2 separate regions of the Mus musculus genome follow, and region 2 is linked to region 1. The links are chromatin contacts, called in public ChIA-PET maps. All regions are on one chromosome and are shown on one strand. The core of a region is the stretch at or near the end of the contact, and the rest is flanking DNA. Distances in the headings are between cores, read along the strand shown. Region 1 holds the start of Dop1b (DOP1 leucine zipper like protein B). Region 2 overlaps Chaf1b (chromatin assembly factor 1, subunit B (p60)).

What was found. ChIA-PET counts read pairs in DNA pulled down with a chosen protein or histone mark.
Region 2: a contact with region 1 is called in an RNA polymerase II ChIA-PET map of memory CD8 T cells, with 88 read pairs. The contact joins the enhancer-like site here to the promoter of Dop1b in region 1. A contact is called at or near these places in 1 of 39 promoter capture datasets (pre-B cells), 2 of 484 Hi-C or Micro-C datasets (bone marrow-derived macrophages and embryonic stem cells), 3 of 115 datasets of contacts at active chromatin or transcription factors (embryonic stem cells, memory CD8 T cells and pancreatic cancer cells) and 4 of 9 other capture datasets (adipose tissue, embryonic stem cells, liver and 1 more).

The regions. Positions count from the first base shown.
Region 1 is chr16:93,709,282-93,716,569 of GRCm38.p6, forward strand. Dop1b (DOP1 leucine zipper like protein B) reads left to right here and starts at 2,626. Exons shown (of 37, transcript NM_027293.1): 1 at 2,626-2,787; 2 at 6,869-7,031. The coding sequence starts at 6,894. It overlaps Gm41501 (a long non-coding RNA gene), which reads left to right. Exons shown (of 3, transcript XR_876265.3): 3 at 1-351.
Region 2 is chr16:93,903,144-93,910,431 of GRCm38.p6, forward strand. Chaf1b (chromatin assembly factor 1, subunit B (p60)) reads left to right here. Exons shown (of 14, transcript NM_028083.4): 13 at 1,863-1,954; 14 at 2,762-2,963. The coding sequence ends at 2,874. Among named protein-coding and RNA genes, the nearest start is that of Gm31012, 23 kb to the right of the region's middle. Within about 2 kb of position 4,833, at least 63 of the 459 cell types and tissues checked have an H3K27ac peak or open chromatin away from gene starts, as enhancers often do. A contact at or near this core is called in embryonic stem cells and memory CD8 T cells, where this site is marked.

The sequences.
Region 1 (7,288 bases), core at 1,376-3,875:
TAAACCTTGAAGACTGTCAAGGGAAAAAAAAAAAAACCTAGCTGAGTGCTGTGGCGCATACCTTTGATCCCAGCACTCAGGAGGCAGATGTTTGTGAGTTCAAGGTCAGCCTGCTCTACTGAGCTACTTCCCTGTCAGCCAGAACTACAGAGAAACCTTGTCTCAAAAAGCCAAAACAAAACAAACAACAAAACATGCCAATTGTTGTTTGGCCATTTTGTCTAAGCTCTGAGATGAGAGTTTATCAAACCTTCACTGGGAAGTTAACTTTACTGAAATTAATGTTTTCCTGTTAAGTTGGCTCAATTCTTTGCTTCCCCACCCTTTCCATTTCAAGACCAGACATAAAAACCATTCCTGAGAAGACTAGAGTACTTGTATCTAGCAGATGGATGGAATAAAAGTTAGGGAACCAGACTTCAGCCATTTACATAACCCTTCCTGTTAGGGTTGTCATCTGGGTTTTGTTTTGTTTTTTACATTTAGTGTGTGTGTGTATGTGTGTGTGTGAGAAGACAGCTTTTAGAAGCTGGTTTTCTTATCCAAGAATCAAACTCTGAGCAGCAAGTGCCTTTACCCGATTAGCCTACTTGCCTTCCTGGATATATCTATTTTGGAATCTGATATAATCTATTTTTCCCAGAAAAAATATTCACTGAGCTTTATAAGCAATTACTAAATAGATTTGGATGGTGTCTTAGTTACTATTGCTGTGATGAAACACCACAACCAAAAGCAGCTTGGGGAGGAAGGGTTTGGCTTACTCTTCCATATCATGGTTCACCTTTGAAGGAGTCAGGGCAGGAACTCAAGCAGGGCAGGAACCTGGAGCCAGAAGCTGATGCAGAGGCCATGGAAGGTGCTGCTTACTGGCTTGCTCAGCTTGCTTTTTTTTTTTTTAAGATTTATTTATTATATGTAAGTACACTGTAGCTGTCTTCAGACACCCCAGAAGAAGGCATCAGATCTCATTACGGATGGTTGTGAGCCACCATGTGGTTGCTGGGATTTGAATTCCGGACCGTTGGAAGAGCAATCAGTGCTCTTAACTGATGAGCCATCTCTCCAGCCCTCAGCTTGCTTTTTTATAGAACACAGAACCAAACACAGAAGTGGATGCTCACAGTCAACTATTGGATGGATCACAGGACCCCCAATGGAGGAGCTAGAGAAAGTATCCAAGGAGCTAAAGAGATCTGCAACCCTGTAGGTGCAACATTATGAACTAACCAGTACCCCATAGTTCTTGACTCTAGCTGCATATGTATCAAAAGATGGCCTAGTCGGCCATCACTGGAAAGAGAGGCCCACTGGACAGGCAAACTTTATATGCCCCAGTAGAGGGGAACGCCAGGGCCAAAAAATGGGAATGGGTGGGTAGGGGAGGGTGTGGGAGGGTGTGGGAGACTTTTGGGATAGCATTGGAAATGTAATTGAGGAAAATATGTAATAAAAAAAATAAGAAAAAAAAAAAAAAAGAACACAGAACCACCAGCCCAGGTATGTCTTTACCCACAATGGGCTGGGCCCTCTCCATCAATCACTAATTGAGAAAATAAGGTTTTGTCTGCTTATAGCCAGATCTTATGAAAGTATTTTCTCCATCGAGGTTCTCTCCTTTCAGCTGACTCTAGATTGTGTCAAATTGGCATAAAACTAGCCAGCACTAGATAGCTCTTTCTAAAATTTTCATGGAATAGGCTATCACTGAAATAACCTTAGTCGGTAGAAGGCGCTGTTTCATCTGGCAGCGCTGCTGCTGGCGTCATCAAGACACGGTCAATGTCAGAGTGAATCCTGCCAGCTCCCAGACCCCATCACTCTTCGAGGATGCATGGACACCTTAACCCGGAACCCCCAAGCCTTCTGTTCCTGTTACCTGGGATTCTTCCTGCCTCCACCCCACGATGAAGATTGTGGGTGTGGTCCTGACGCAAAGCCCAAGGGTGCACGACACTGGGAAGGCCCTGCTCCCAGAGTCCGGAAAGCCCAGGGTTTTTTTTTTTTGTTGTTGTTGTTTTTTTTTTTTTCTCTTTTTTTTTTTTTATTAGGTATTTTCCTCATTTACATTTTCAATGCTATCCCAAAGGTTCCCCATACTCAGCCCCCTTCCCCATACCCACCCCCCAAGCCCAGGGTTTTACCTGCCTGTTTATGTGAGACCTTACCCGACTACATCGCAAGGCCACGCCCACCACTGGCCCCCCAAGTTTAGACCAGCCTCCAGCCCCAAAAACCCCGCCCTCAGAGACCCCACCCACCATCGGTCCACTGGCAGCTCCACGCGTCCAGAGCCCCGCCTTGAGCACCGAGGCCCCACCCACTCTGCCAGACCCCTCCCCCAACCCCTCCGCCTCCAAGTCTCCTCTTTCGCTCTCCGCCCTATGTGACTGACCAGGGCGCGGCCCCACGCCGCAGAGGCCAAACCAACCCCGCCACCAAGGCCCCGCCCACACGCCTAGAGTCCCGCCCACGAGGAGAGAGGCGCCGCCATACCGTTAAGGCTCCGCCCCCGTTCACGCGCAACGTCATGACCCCGCCTACAATGGCCCCTCCCAGTCACCGCTAAGGACCCCGCCCCACGCCGAGGGCCTGCCTCCAGGTCCCGCCCCCCGAGGTCCCGCCTTCCGGCCCCGCCCCCAGCCGCCCAGTTCCCGGGAGTGGCGGCAGCTGGGCGGAGGCGCAGCGATACCTCCGCCTTCGAGGTCTCTGCCGAAGCGCAGAGCCGCCTTGTCCCGCAGCCGACGGGCTCCGTCCCACGCCCACCGCCGAGGTCCGCGGCCGCCGGTAAGTGTGGTCCCCGCGGGCCCGGAGCGGCAGAGGCGTAGAGCTCGGGCGGTGGCGCGTCTGCTGCAGTGCGGGTACGGCCGCGCGTGGGTGTGGGCTTCAGACCCGGCCTTCTGCGCCTGGCAGGGTCCGTGCGAGCGGGCCTCGGGCCGCAGGTGGAGGTCGAATGGCCACCGCTGTCAGCCTAGCCGGCCCAGGGCCGTTCTGGAAGCTCAGCCTTTGTTGGGCAGGGCTTCCAGGTTCCCTAATGGTGTCCCAGCAGCCGGCGTGCACCAGCCAGCCTGCCCCTGCGCCGGCGGATAAGCCGCGGAGGAGGTGCTCACCCGGTGACAGCAGTCCCCATCTCGGGAAGCCTGTGTAGGGTTGTTGAGGACACCCCACCTTTAAAAGCTATTCCTGTGAAGTGTCAGGTGTCTTGCTTTTTTTCCCCCCTCTAGTGCTATTTGATCTCAGTGTAAAAGACCGAATTCAAAACTGGGCCAGTTGGTAAAGAGGGTTGATGCGCTGTAGAAGCAGGGACATTATCAGCAAGTAAATAGGAAGGCTGCTGATTGTCGGCTTTTACTGTGTTCATCATACTCCTTCCTTGTAAGCATGTTTACAACCGACTTCCGGATCCAGCAGATGGCTTTTGCGTCTTCACCTGAGCTTAGAAATTAGGAATGGGTAAGGCGAGAGCACTCCTACGAATGCTTTCTGTTTCAAGGTAAAGGTATCGGGTGCACGTGTGCATAGGGCTTTGCGTATTATCTTTTGTAGCCTCCATAGCGCTATCAGCCCACTGAACTGCGGTTGTATCTCACAAAAATAGGTGTTGGAGATGGCTTGTGAGAGGGGCTGTTTAGAGGTTGACCTAGCCATTGTATAACAGAACTGAGCCCGAATCCTATGCCTACCACTAATCCCTAATATCCCCATCTTTCGGCAGTAATGTCCCTTGTGGGACTCCAGTGTGTTTCGTAAGTGAAATCAGTGTAGAGCTGACACAGAAACTGTGTAGTGTTGTAATTCCCCATGCCCGTATTTTGAAGGGGTTCGCTTGAATAACCTCTGAGCTTCTTACCTGTGCAGTTGTGCCAGCATTGGGCCCTCACAGAGAAAGAACTGCACCTGCTGCCTGTTCATACCTGGCTGACAGCCTCCTTGCCAAGGGCAGCCAGGCGCTCTCTGTCATCCTGGACACTCACCGTCTCAGTGATGCAGCTCTTCCTGGCATCATGAGAGTCCACACCTGTGGGCTCCGAGGACTCCTTTGCTGATAGCTTGCCTTCCTCTTTCCTCTCTTGTCCAAACCAGACTCGGATAGCTCTGTGTGTGTGTGTGTGTGTGTGTGTGTGTGTGTGTGTGTGTGAGAGAGAGAGAGAGAGAGAGAGAGAGAGAGAGAGAAGAGAGTGTGTGAGTGTGTATGTGTGTGTGAGAGTGTGTATGTGTGTGTAAGAGAGTGTATGTGAGTATGTGTATGAGAGAGAGTGTGTGAGTGTGTGTGTGTGTGTGAGAGAGAGAGAGTGTATGTGAGTATGTGTATGAGAGTGTGTGAGTGTGTGTGTGAGAGAGAGAGGAGAGAGAGTGTGTGAGTGTGTATGTGTGTGTGAGAGTGTGTATGTGTGTGTAAGAGAAAGAGTGTATGTGAGTATGTGTATGAGAGTGTGTGAGTGTGTGTGTGTGTGAGAGAGAGAGTGTGTATGTGAGTATGTGTATGAGAGTGTGTGAGTGTGTGAGAGAGAGAGAGAGAGAGAGGAGAGAGTGTGTGAGTGTGTATGTGTGTGTGAGAGTGTGTATGTGTGTGTAAGAGAAAGAGTGTATGTGAGTATGTGTATGAGAGTGTGTGAGAATGTGTGTGTGTGTGTGTGTGAGAGAGAGAGAGAGAGAGAGAGTGAGTTGCAGCCAATCTTTGGGCTTCCTTTCTCAGGAAAGACATCCTTTTTATTTTGAGGCAAAGTCTCTCCTTGAGCCGGGAGCCCAGGTTAGGCCAGGCTGGTGGACAGAGCCCTGTGCTAGGATTACAAATGTGTACCCAGCACATCTGGCCTTTCTATCTGGGTTGTGGGGATGGTTCAGGTGCTCAGCACTTACCTGACTGAGCCACCTCCCCAGCCCAGACTCAGTCAGTATTCTAGCCTACCCTCTGTCACCTCATGTCAGCCTTATTCAGCTGCAGTTATTTAAGTAGTTCCTCAAGTTAGACTAGAGACCCAGTCCTGCTTGAGAATCTTTGTTCTGGGACACTTAATAAACAAACTATGCTTGGGATATTTCAGGACTGCTGTTGTATTGGAGTTCAGACTGAAAATTCCTTAGAGGAACAGGGGGTGGGGGTGGGTGCAGGGAGCTTATAGACTTTGTGGCTATAGCAACTTTGTAGACTTGGCAGAATAAAAGCACTGCTGCTCTGATCGCCACCCTTTCCTCCTGTTTTCACAAAGCAAGAAACCTAGTATTTCAGAAAAAAGCTTACAGGTCCTCCCGAGAGTGAATCTTGTGGGTTCATTTGCATAGGCAGCAGCAGCAGCAGTGTGGAGGGATGCGTCTCTCTGGGAACACACCCAGTACAGTGAAGGGAGCAGAGGGTGGAGCCTTGTAGAATGAGGGAGGCATTGGTAATGAGGAGAGCTTTACATGGGCAACAAGAGGATTCTGGGAGTGCCACGCGAGAAACTGGGAGAGGGAGAAGAATGAGAGTGAGAGACTGGACACTTGCAGGACAGAGGGACAGGCAGAGGCAGAGGACAGGGGCAGGCAGAGGACAGAGGGACAGACAGAGGGAGCAGGACAGAGGGACAGGCAGAGGACAGAGGGACAGGCAGAGGCAGAGGACAGAGGGACAGACAGAGGGAGCAGGACAGAGGGGCAGGCAGAAGACAGGGGCAGGCAGAGGACAGAGGGACAGACAAAGGAAGAGGACAGAGGGGCAGGCAGAGGCAGCAGGACAGAGGGGACAGGCAGAGGCAGCAGGACCTAGTGTGAGTGTGGTAGGTGAAGGGAAGGAGAAGTCTAGAGCCGTAGAGGAGCCACTTTGTACAGTGTGGGAAAATGAGGGAAGAGAGTGCTGAGTGGGTAGAATTCAGAGTTTAGTTTTTGTTTTTTGTTTTTTGTTTTTTTTAAAAAGCATTAATTTGGGTATAATTTTCAGACCATCAAATTCACCAGGTATATAATTCAGCAATTTTCAGTGGAGTTACAGAGTTGAGCAGTGATCGCCATAATCACATTTCCATGACCTCAAAATGACCCTGTCTGTCTGTTTCTGGTCCACCCAGGCAACCACTAACCTGCTTCCCATCTTGAGAGACTTGCCCACCTTGGATATTTCATCCAAATGGAGTCAGAGAATACATGATCTTGCTTGGCTGGCCGTTTCCACTAAGCTTATGCTTTCTTTTCCCCACCATCCCCCACCCCACAGCATCTCATGACCCCTCTCCTCACTGTACGTATGTCTGTCTGTGTCATGACCCTCAGGATCTCATACATCTTAGCTTGGTCTTGAATTTACCATGTCTCTGAGGTTAACCTTGAACTCTCAGTTCAAGTGAATTCTCTTGTCTCACTGCCTAGTGCCATGACTACAGACCTGTTTACCACATCTGGCCAGAACTCCTGTAACAAGTACTTTACCCACTGAGCCATCTTGCCAGTCCTCTTACTTGGTTTTTGTGGAAAGGGTTTCCAGTCTCCTAGTCTAGTCATACAGGACTGAATTGCTAAGTGGACCTCTTAGGTTGAAAGCACGCCTTTGGGTTTAATAAAGGCCCATTGATGGGAGGGGCCTTGGGCATGCAGAATTACCAGCCAGCCATAGGATATAATTTTGTTGGTTTCTCTCCTAGAATTAGTTTTGTCCATTAGGCAGATCCAGCTTCCTTGCTTCTCTCTGCCCAGTGAGCTTGTGTCCCTCGGAATCCGTGAGGGTGGGAACTCTTTATCTCTATTTACCCAGTGCCTGGCCTAGGAACCTGGCTAAATATTTGAATTGGATTGCCCAGTAAGCCCAGCCTGTGGACACAGGTCTCTCGTGCTCTGAGTTGGGGAGGATTTCTGCTCAGGAGCAGTGCCCTCATGTGTTTTCTGATTTCACGTCTAGATCCCTCCTTCTGTGAGGATGTAAGATGGACCCGGAGGAGCAGGAGCTACTGAACGATTACAGATACAGAAGCTACTCCTCAGTAATCGAGAAGGCGTTGAGAAACTTTGAGTCCTCCAGCGAATGGGCAGATCTCATCTCTTCGCTCGGCAAGCTCAACAAGGTGCTGGGTCACTTCCTATGGGAGGGTAGCGTTGGGAACCATGGCATTGGGGAATGGAGGTGTCTTCTTATGGTGGGGAATTTGCTGTGGGTGGTTAGAACAGCTAGAAAGACAGAAAAGAACAACCAGGGCTTCTGTCGCTCAGACTCACCCTCGCCTAGTTCATGTCACTACATTAACTTCCAGTGTCTTTGGAGCACAAAAGACAGATGGATACTGTGTTGGTATTTTATAGTGTGGATATGGTGCAGTGGTCT
Region 2 (7,288 bases), core at 3,583-6,082, 200 kb after region 1:
TTCTGATCCCATAACCTCTGAGGGAGGTCATGCGTTCCTTTCTGGGCCAAGTAGCGGCCGCCTTTGTCCTTCTGCACCAGCAGGTGGCAGCCTGGGTTTTCCTTCCTTCTGCATCTTGGATGCCTAGTGGTCCCCTGACTCTGCCTCTCCTACTCCACCTGTCTGTCTTCCTTCTCATTCTCTAGGTCGGGGGTGTGCGGGGTTTGGGCTGGTGAGGTACAGCTGGACTCACACTCCTTGCCTCCTGGGCCTGCTATGTTCTTCCAACTATTGATGAATTCATAATACAACTCAAATATCATGGTTGACTCTTTCAAAGTCTATTCTTATAGAATAGGAATGCATTTTTTTTTTTCCGAGACAGGGTTTCTCTGTACTACCTAGGCTGTTCTGGACCTCACTCTGTAGACCAGGCTAACCTCGAACTCAGACTCTGCCTCCCAAGTGCTGGGATTAAAGGCATGTGCCACAACTGCCCGGCAGGAATGCATTTTTTTAAAGAAATATTTATTCATTTACTTTATGTATATGAGTACACTGTAGCTGTCTTCAGACACACCAGAAGAGGGCATCAGATCTCATTACAGATGGTTGTGAGCCACCATGTGATCAGCGGGAATTGAACTCGGGACCTCTGGAAGAGCAGTCATCTCTCTAGCTCAGGAATGCATTCTTAAAAAATGTTGTGTGTGCATATTTGCATGTGTGCACATACACGAAAGTACCTTTGGAGGCCAGGAAAGAGTGTCGGTTCCCTAGAGCTGTCTTCACAGTACTGGGAACTGCACTTAGGCCCTCTGGCAGAGCAGCAAACACCCTTAACTACTAAGCCATCACTCAACCCATCATGGGGTTTTGTTTGGGATTTTTTTGTTATTGGGGTTTTTTTAGGGGGAGGGTAGGGATGTGTGTGTGTGTGTGTGTGTGTGTGTTACCACATAGCTGTAGCTATTTTGGAACTCATTCTCTAGACAAGACTGACCTTGAACTCAGAGAGGCCTCTGCCTCCTTGAGTGCCAGGGCTAAAGATGTGCACCACCGCCTTTGGCTCAAGATGTGTTTTTTTAATATTCTATTTCTTTGAGGGGTGGTGAGGTATTTTTGAGGTATTTTGGGGTTTGTTTGTTTGTTTGTTTTGTTTTGTTTTTCCGAGACGGGGTTTCTCTATGTAGCCCTGGCTGTCCTGGAACTCACTCTGTAGACCAGGCTGGCCTCAAACTCAGAAATCCACCTGCCTCTGCCTCCCAAGTGCTGGGATTAAAGGTGTGTGCCACCACGCCTGGCTATTTTTGGTGTTCAGTTAATTCTCTTGAGTTCTTCTGAGCCATTTACCAATTTCTCCACAGTTGTAACTTTAAAAAGAAAACACTGAGCCGGGCATGGTGGTGCACGCCTTTAATCCAAGCACTCGGGAGGCCAAGACAGGCGGATTTCTGAGTTCGAGGCCAGCCTGGTCTACAGAGTGAGTTCCAGGACAGCCAGAGAAACCCTGTCTCGAAAAACCAAAACCAACCAAACAAACAAACAAAAAAACACTGGCTGTTGGGAAGCCAAACTCCAAATTTAAAACGGGATTGAGTGTGGTTTGGGTCCGCATTCAGCAAGGTATGTACTGGACTCCTCAGCAGAGCTCAGCTTCTGAGTGTGACTGGGTGTGGTGAACATTGACTGTGGCTGTGATGCGGCCTCCCACCTCCATGCTGTCCTTTCTGGGCAGGCGGAGGACACTGAAGGCCATGCGTGATATGCTCTGCAGGGAAATGAGTAGCTCTCTCTCTTTACAGCTTTGAACCTTGGCTTCGTACCTAAACGGCTCCTCGGACACTAATGAGCGATCCAACCTTTTATTCTTTTTAATCCAGGAGAATAAATTTAACACCATTGAAAACAGACACTGTGCCAAATCCACAGCCCAATAGCGGGACCGCCCCCTCCACAGAAGAGGTCCAGCCAGGTAAGGGAGGGTTTAGAGATGTATTCTTCTGGAAGCTAACACACACCTGACTTTAGGTCAGCTCTCGGAAGGCCAGACTGTCTTTTTGGGACCGTCCTTTGGACAAACGTAGGAAAGTAACCCTGTGCACTGAGCAGTCGTGGTTTCTGGAGGGATGGGTCTCCCCACTTCATGACAGCTTGTGTTTGGGGCAGATGATTAGTGTTGTAGAGGGATTAATAGCATCCCTGATGCCACCTATTTATTTATTTGTTTATTTTAAATGCTGGTGTTCGTGTATGTCTGTATGAGGGTTTCAGATCCCCTGGAAATGGAATTACAGACAGTTGTGAACTGCCATGAATTGAACTCAGGACCTTTGGAAGAACAGCCACTTCTTACACACTGATGCTACCTACCTCTTACCCTGTCACATCCTCAGTGTCGCAGACGTCTGTCTCTTGACACGAGAACCAGCTGTGTAGATCCATTATTCCTCCTAGCTGTAGTCAGCGTCTCACTGGGCCACTTGTGCCTTTTTTTTTTTAATGTGTGTGTGTGTGTTTTTTTTAAAGATTTATTTATTTATTATATGTAAGTACACTGTAGCTGTCTTCAGACACACCAGAAGAGGGCATCAGATCTCATTACGGGTGGTTGTGAGCCACCATGTGGTTGCTGGGATTTGAACTCAGGACCTTTGGAAGAGCAGTCAGTGTTCTTAACCGCCGAGCCATCTCTCCAGCCCCACTTGCCTCCTTATTTCATGTCACCCTGACTCACAGAAGCCCTCCCTGCTTGCTAACCTTAAGTCTGTCAATGTTTCAGAGGCTCCTGGGGAGCCACCGGAGGAGCCTCCTGAACTGAAGAGACCCAGGCTTGAGGAACGTGAAGGAGATGCCCAAAACCTGGCCCCTGATGACTCTTCCAAGACTGTCTGAGCCTGCTATGCACCTGCGTGCAGAGGAGGCAAGGCCAAAGCTCGAAGGCTGGTGATGGTGGCCAAATAAACACTCATGAATTGGTTCACATAGAAAAAGTGTGTGTGCTGACTTCGCTGTAGCAGCCTGCATGCCCTTGTTCAGTCACCCCTTCCCATGGGTCTCTGCGTATTATGCTAGGCAAAGGCCTCTTTTGGATGAGTTTCTGAGACTGGGAAACCTGCTCTGCACCCTAATCCCTTCACTTGACAGACTTTACACTCTTGGTAGAGAGGAGGGCTAGGAGAAGACAGGGGCCATCTGTCCTACAAATGAGAAATTCAAGTGAGAGCATGCAGTGCTTCCAATGGCCACTGGAGGTCACTGTGCCCACTGACTCCGCTCAGAGGGCTTGATGGTTGGCTGCCTTGCTTGACCCTCCGTCTGAGCCTGCCCTTGTCTAGAGTTGTGGATCTGGTGGCAGCACCTTTGGATCACAGTGGGATGGGCTCAGAAAACAAGATAACATCAGTTCCTGTGTGGATTTGTGTTTCACTCGTTCAGAGTCAGGTACTGTGGGTGAGCCAGGCACAGCACACTCTTCAGGGCAACCAGCATTGAGAGCTTGCTACCCTTAGGGGAGCTGCGCGGTAACTGGAGGACACCCCACTGAAGGGCAAGTGGGATCTTTGGCCTCCGTAACTCCATAACACATCCAGATGTAACTACCCGAGGGACTCCACAGAACTGTTGATAAGGGTGTACACAGACCTGGGTAGGTTGGTAGTGAACAGGCGGCTGCTGCAGGCTCTGCTCCTGCCTGGACGGGGGCTGGGGAGGGGTGAATTCAGCCCTCAGCAGCTGGAGCAGTTCCAAAGCGCCATGCTTGCTTGCACCAGATGGCTTGCTCAGACTTGAGGAATTTTAAAATTTAAGAATATTTGCTATGCATGAGTGTTTTGCCTGCATGTATGTATGTGGATCACATGGGTGCCCAGGAAGGCTAGAAAAGGGTGTCTGATCTCCTGGAACAGGAATTACAGGTGGTGATGAGCTGCCTTGGGGGAAACTGGGAACTAAACTTGGGACCCTCTGCAGAGGCAGTGGGTACCATTAACCTCCAGGGATTTAACCCTTAATTGCATCTAAAAACTCTCCAACTCAACCTCCCAAATTAGCTACCAACTCGGGCCAGTGCTGGGAACTGAGCAAGTGCGCGAGGTTCAGTGAGGTAAACCAGCCTGGACCAGAGAGCAGATGGTAGCCTGAGTCCGGCTGGTTGGCCTCCTGGGTCACCTTGAGTAGAATCCCCACATCCCGATGCCCCTTGGAGCATACATACGACCCAAAGCACTTGTAGGTCAATCTGTGCCTGCTGCTGATTCTCACACAGCAGGCCCTTCCCTCCGCAGCCCCTCGCAGCTGCCTGCACTTCTATTGGCCTTTTTTTCCAGGCTAAACATCCTTGGGGAGAGGGGACCTTCAGACTTTCCAGCTCCCCATCCTGGGTGGAGGGAACTGTCTCTGCAGCCCAAGAGACACCATGGAGCCAGGAGAGGCCCATTTGTTCTTCTCTCAGGGAGGAGGAGCCTGGAGGCCGGCTATGGAGGGGTGCTGTTTCCTAGCTTGCTCAGCTTGCTTTTTTATAAAACCCAGGAACACCAGCCCAGGGATGGCATTGTAGCCGCCAGTGGCCACGGGCTCCTGGGTTCCTAAAAGGAAAGCTGTGGATGGATGGGAAGGACAGCGAGACAAAGTTCTCTGATCAAGGCTCAATATTTACTTTTGAGTCTGAACTCAAAAAGGGGGGAAACCCATCCCCCATATGCCAGGATCTTGTTCCCTTGTCAGGATCTCGGCAGGGCAGCCAGCTGAGGCTGCTCTGCAGGTAGTGGCTTCTTGCAGGAAGCTGCAGGTGTGGCAGACAATAGACTTTAGCTAGGTCGGAAGACTCCACCCCGGCTGTGGCAAACACAAGGTCTGAATCAGCCCACTCAAGGTTGGGGGAGGGCACGTGACATCACCCACAAAGAGCTGGGCCCACCTGCATTGCTCACTAAAAAGATGCCCTACAGCTGGATCTCATGGAGGCATTTTTTGTTTGTTTGTTTGTTTGTTTGTTTGTTTTCCGAGACAGGTTTTCTCTGTGTAGCCCTGGCTGTCCTGGCACTCACTTTGTAGACCAGGCTGGCCTCGAACTCAGAAATCCGCCTGCCTCTGCCTCCCGAGTGCTGGGATTAAAGGCGTGTGCCACCACGCCCGGCTTCATGGAGACATTTTTAAAATTGAGGCTTGCTCCTCTTAGATGACTCTTGTCAAGTTGACATAAACCCAGCCCGCACAGGGGCACAGAGAGGTGAGGTGCAGCTGGCTGCTCAGTGCTCAATGTCACACCTTTCTGGTTGGCTCAGCCTAAGTCACAGCTGGGTATGTGGTTTCCACAGCAGTCTGAGAACTTACTCCTGGGGCCTCTGCGTTCCCAGGGTCTCCTTTTATTTCTCCAGCCAGAGCTGGGTCCTCCCTCTCTTCTTGCACACATGTACTTACAAATGTACCCCCCCCCCCAAATCACACCAATCTGTTAGAAATGCCGATGTAAGTTTTAATAAAATATCAGGACATAGGTCATGTATAAATATGCCCGATAAAAAAAGATGAGTTTATTTTTAAAATCACAGAGCTTTCAACAACAGTTCAGACAAAAGCGTTATAAGAGCTCCTAATGTCCCATGGGCTTCTGCCAGCTTCCCTAGTTGAAAGAAGACAGCAAAGAAGCCATTTTTAATCTTTGTATTATTATTATGGTTTTATTATTATTATGGTTTATTATTATTATTGGAGGTTTTTTTGAGGTGGGATATTTCTATGTCATCCCAGTTGTCCTTGAACTGACAAAGACCCCCCCCCCCCCGCTTCTGCCTCTTGAGCGGTGGTATTAACAACGTGTTCCACAGTGCCGGGCAAGACGCCATTTTTTTAAGCCCTTCTATGGTGGTTATATTGATTTTTTTTGTTGTTTTTTAAGATTTATTTATTATTATTATATCTAAGTACACTGCTACAGTCCCTAATGAGATCTGACTTCGGACACACCAGAAGAGGGCGTCAGATCTCATTACGGAGGGTTGTGAGCCACCATGTGGTTGCTGGGATTTGAACTCAGGACCTTCAGAAGAGCAGTCAGTGCTCTTACCCGCGGAGCCATCTCGCCAGCCCGATGTTGATTGTTACTTGACAGGATCTTGGACACAAACCTTTGGCGTGTCTGTGAGGGGCTTGGGGGAATTCCATTTATTGAGGTGGGAAAGGGCCCCCTAACATGGGCAACACCATTCTGTGGGCTTGGGGTCTTGAACTGAATCAAAAGGAGAAAAAGGGGGTCAAGAGAGAAGGCTCAATGGGTTACCCCAACCCCGCCGACCTGAGTTTGATCCTCAGCACCTCCCTGGATCCCACGGATGAAAACAATACAAACACAAATGAACAAGCAGTGGAGAGGACCAGGTTCCCAGCCGTGCCTCTCCCTGTCCATCGGTCAGTTGCCCGAGTTATGTTCTACAGCAAGCGAGTCTGCTTTCACTTTAACCCTTTCCCTGAGAAAGCATTCAGTGACCATGAATTGCACCATCCGCATGAGGTCTGCCCAGGGTGGGCACCAAGGCCTCCGACCAGCTGTCACCCAGATGCCCTTCTGATGATGCTTTTAAATTAAACATTTAGGGTACATTTTTCTTTCGTTTTTTTGTTTTTAAATGTGTGTGCACCTGTATGTGTGGGCATTCATGTGCCACAGTGTGCGTGTGGAGGTCAGAGGACAACCTGTAAGAGTTGGTTCTCCCTTTCCACCACTCTGGTCCCGGGGATCGAACTCCCGTCTTTGGGCTTGGCAGCAGACCTCTATACCGATTGAGCCGGCTCACTGGCCTTCACTTTCAACCCTCTGTATCTCTGCTCCTCTCTGCTCCTTCCTCTTACTGTCTACCTTGTCCTTCAGAGAGTGATAAATCTTGGGCTCATCAGCCACCTTTCCGTCCAGTTTCCTGGTCATGTGTGGACTTTTCTGTTTCCCTCCCAAGGTACTTGGTTTGTAGTCTGGGAGGCATTTGCAGAGAGGGTTCATGTTTGCCTCAGCCTTGGCCCCCATCCAGCAGGGTTTTGACACAGTAACCTTCCCAGTGTAACTTCCTAAATAGACTGTTGCTGTAGTTTTTCTCTTTAAAATAAGAGGGGGGAGCCGGGTGTGGTGGCACACACCTTTAGGGAGGCAGAGGCAGGTGGATTTCTGAGTTCGAGGCCAGCCTGGTCTACAAAGTGAGTTCCAGGACAGCCAGGGCTATACAGAGAAACCCTGTCTCGAAACACCAAAAATAAATAAATTAAAAATAAAAATAAGAGGAGGGGGAAGAATTTTGTTTTTACATTTCCAACAGGCTGA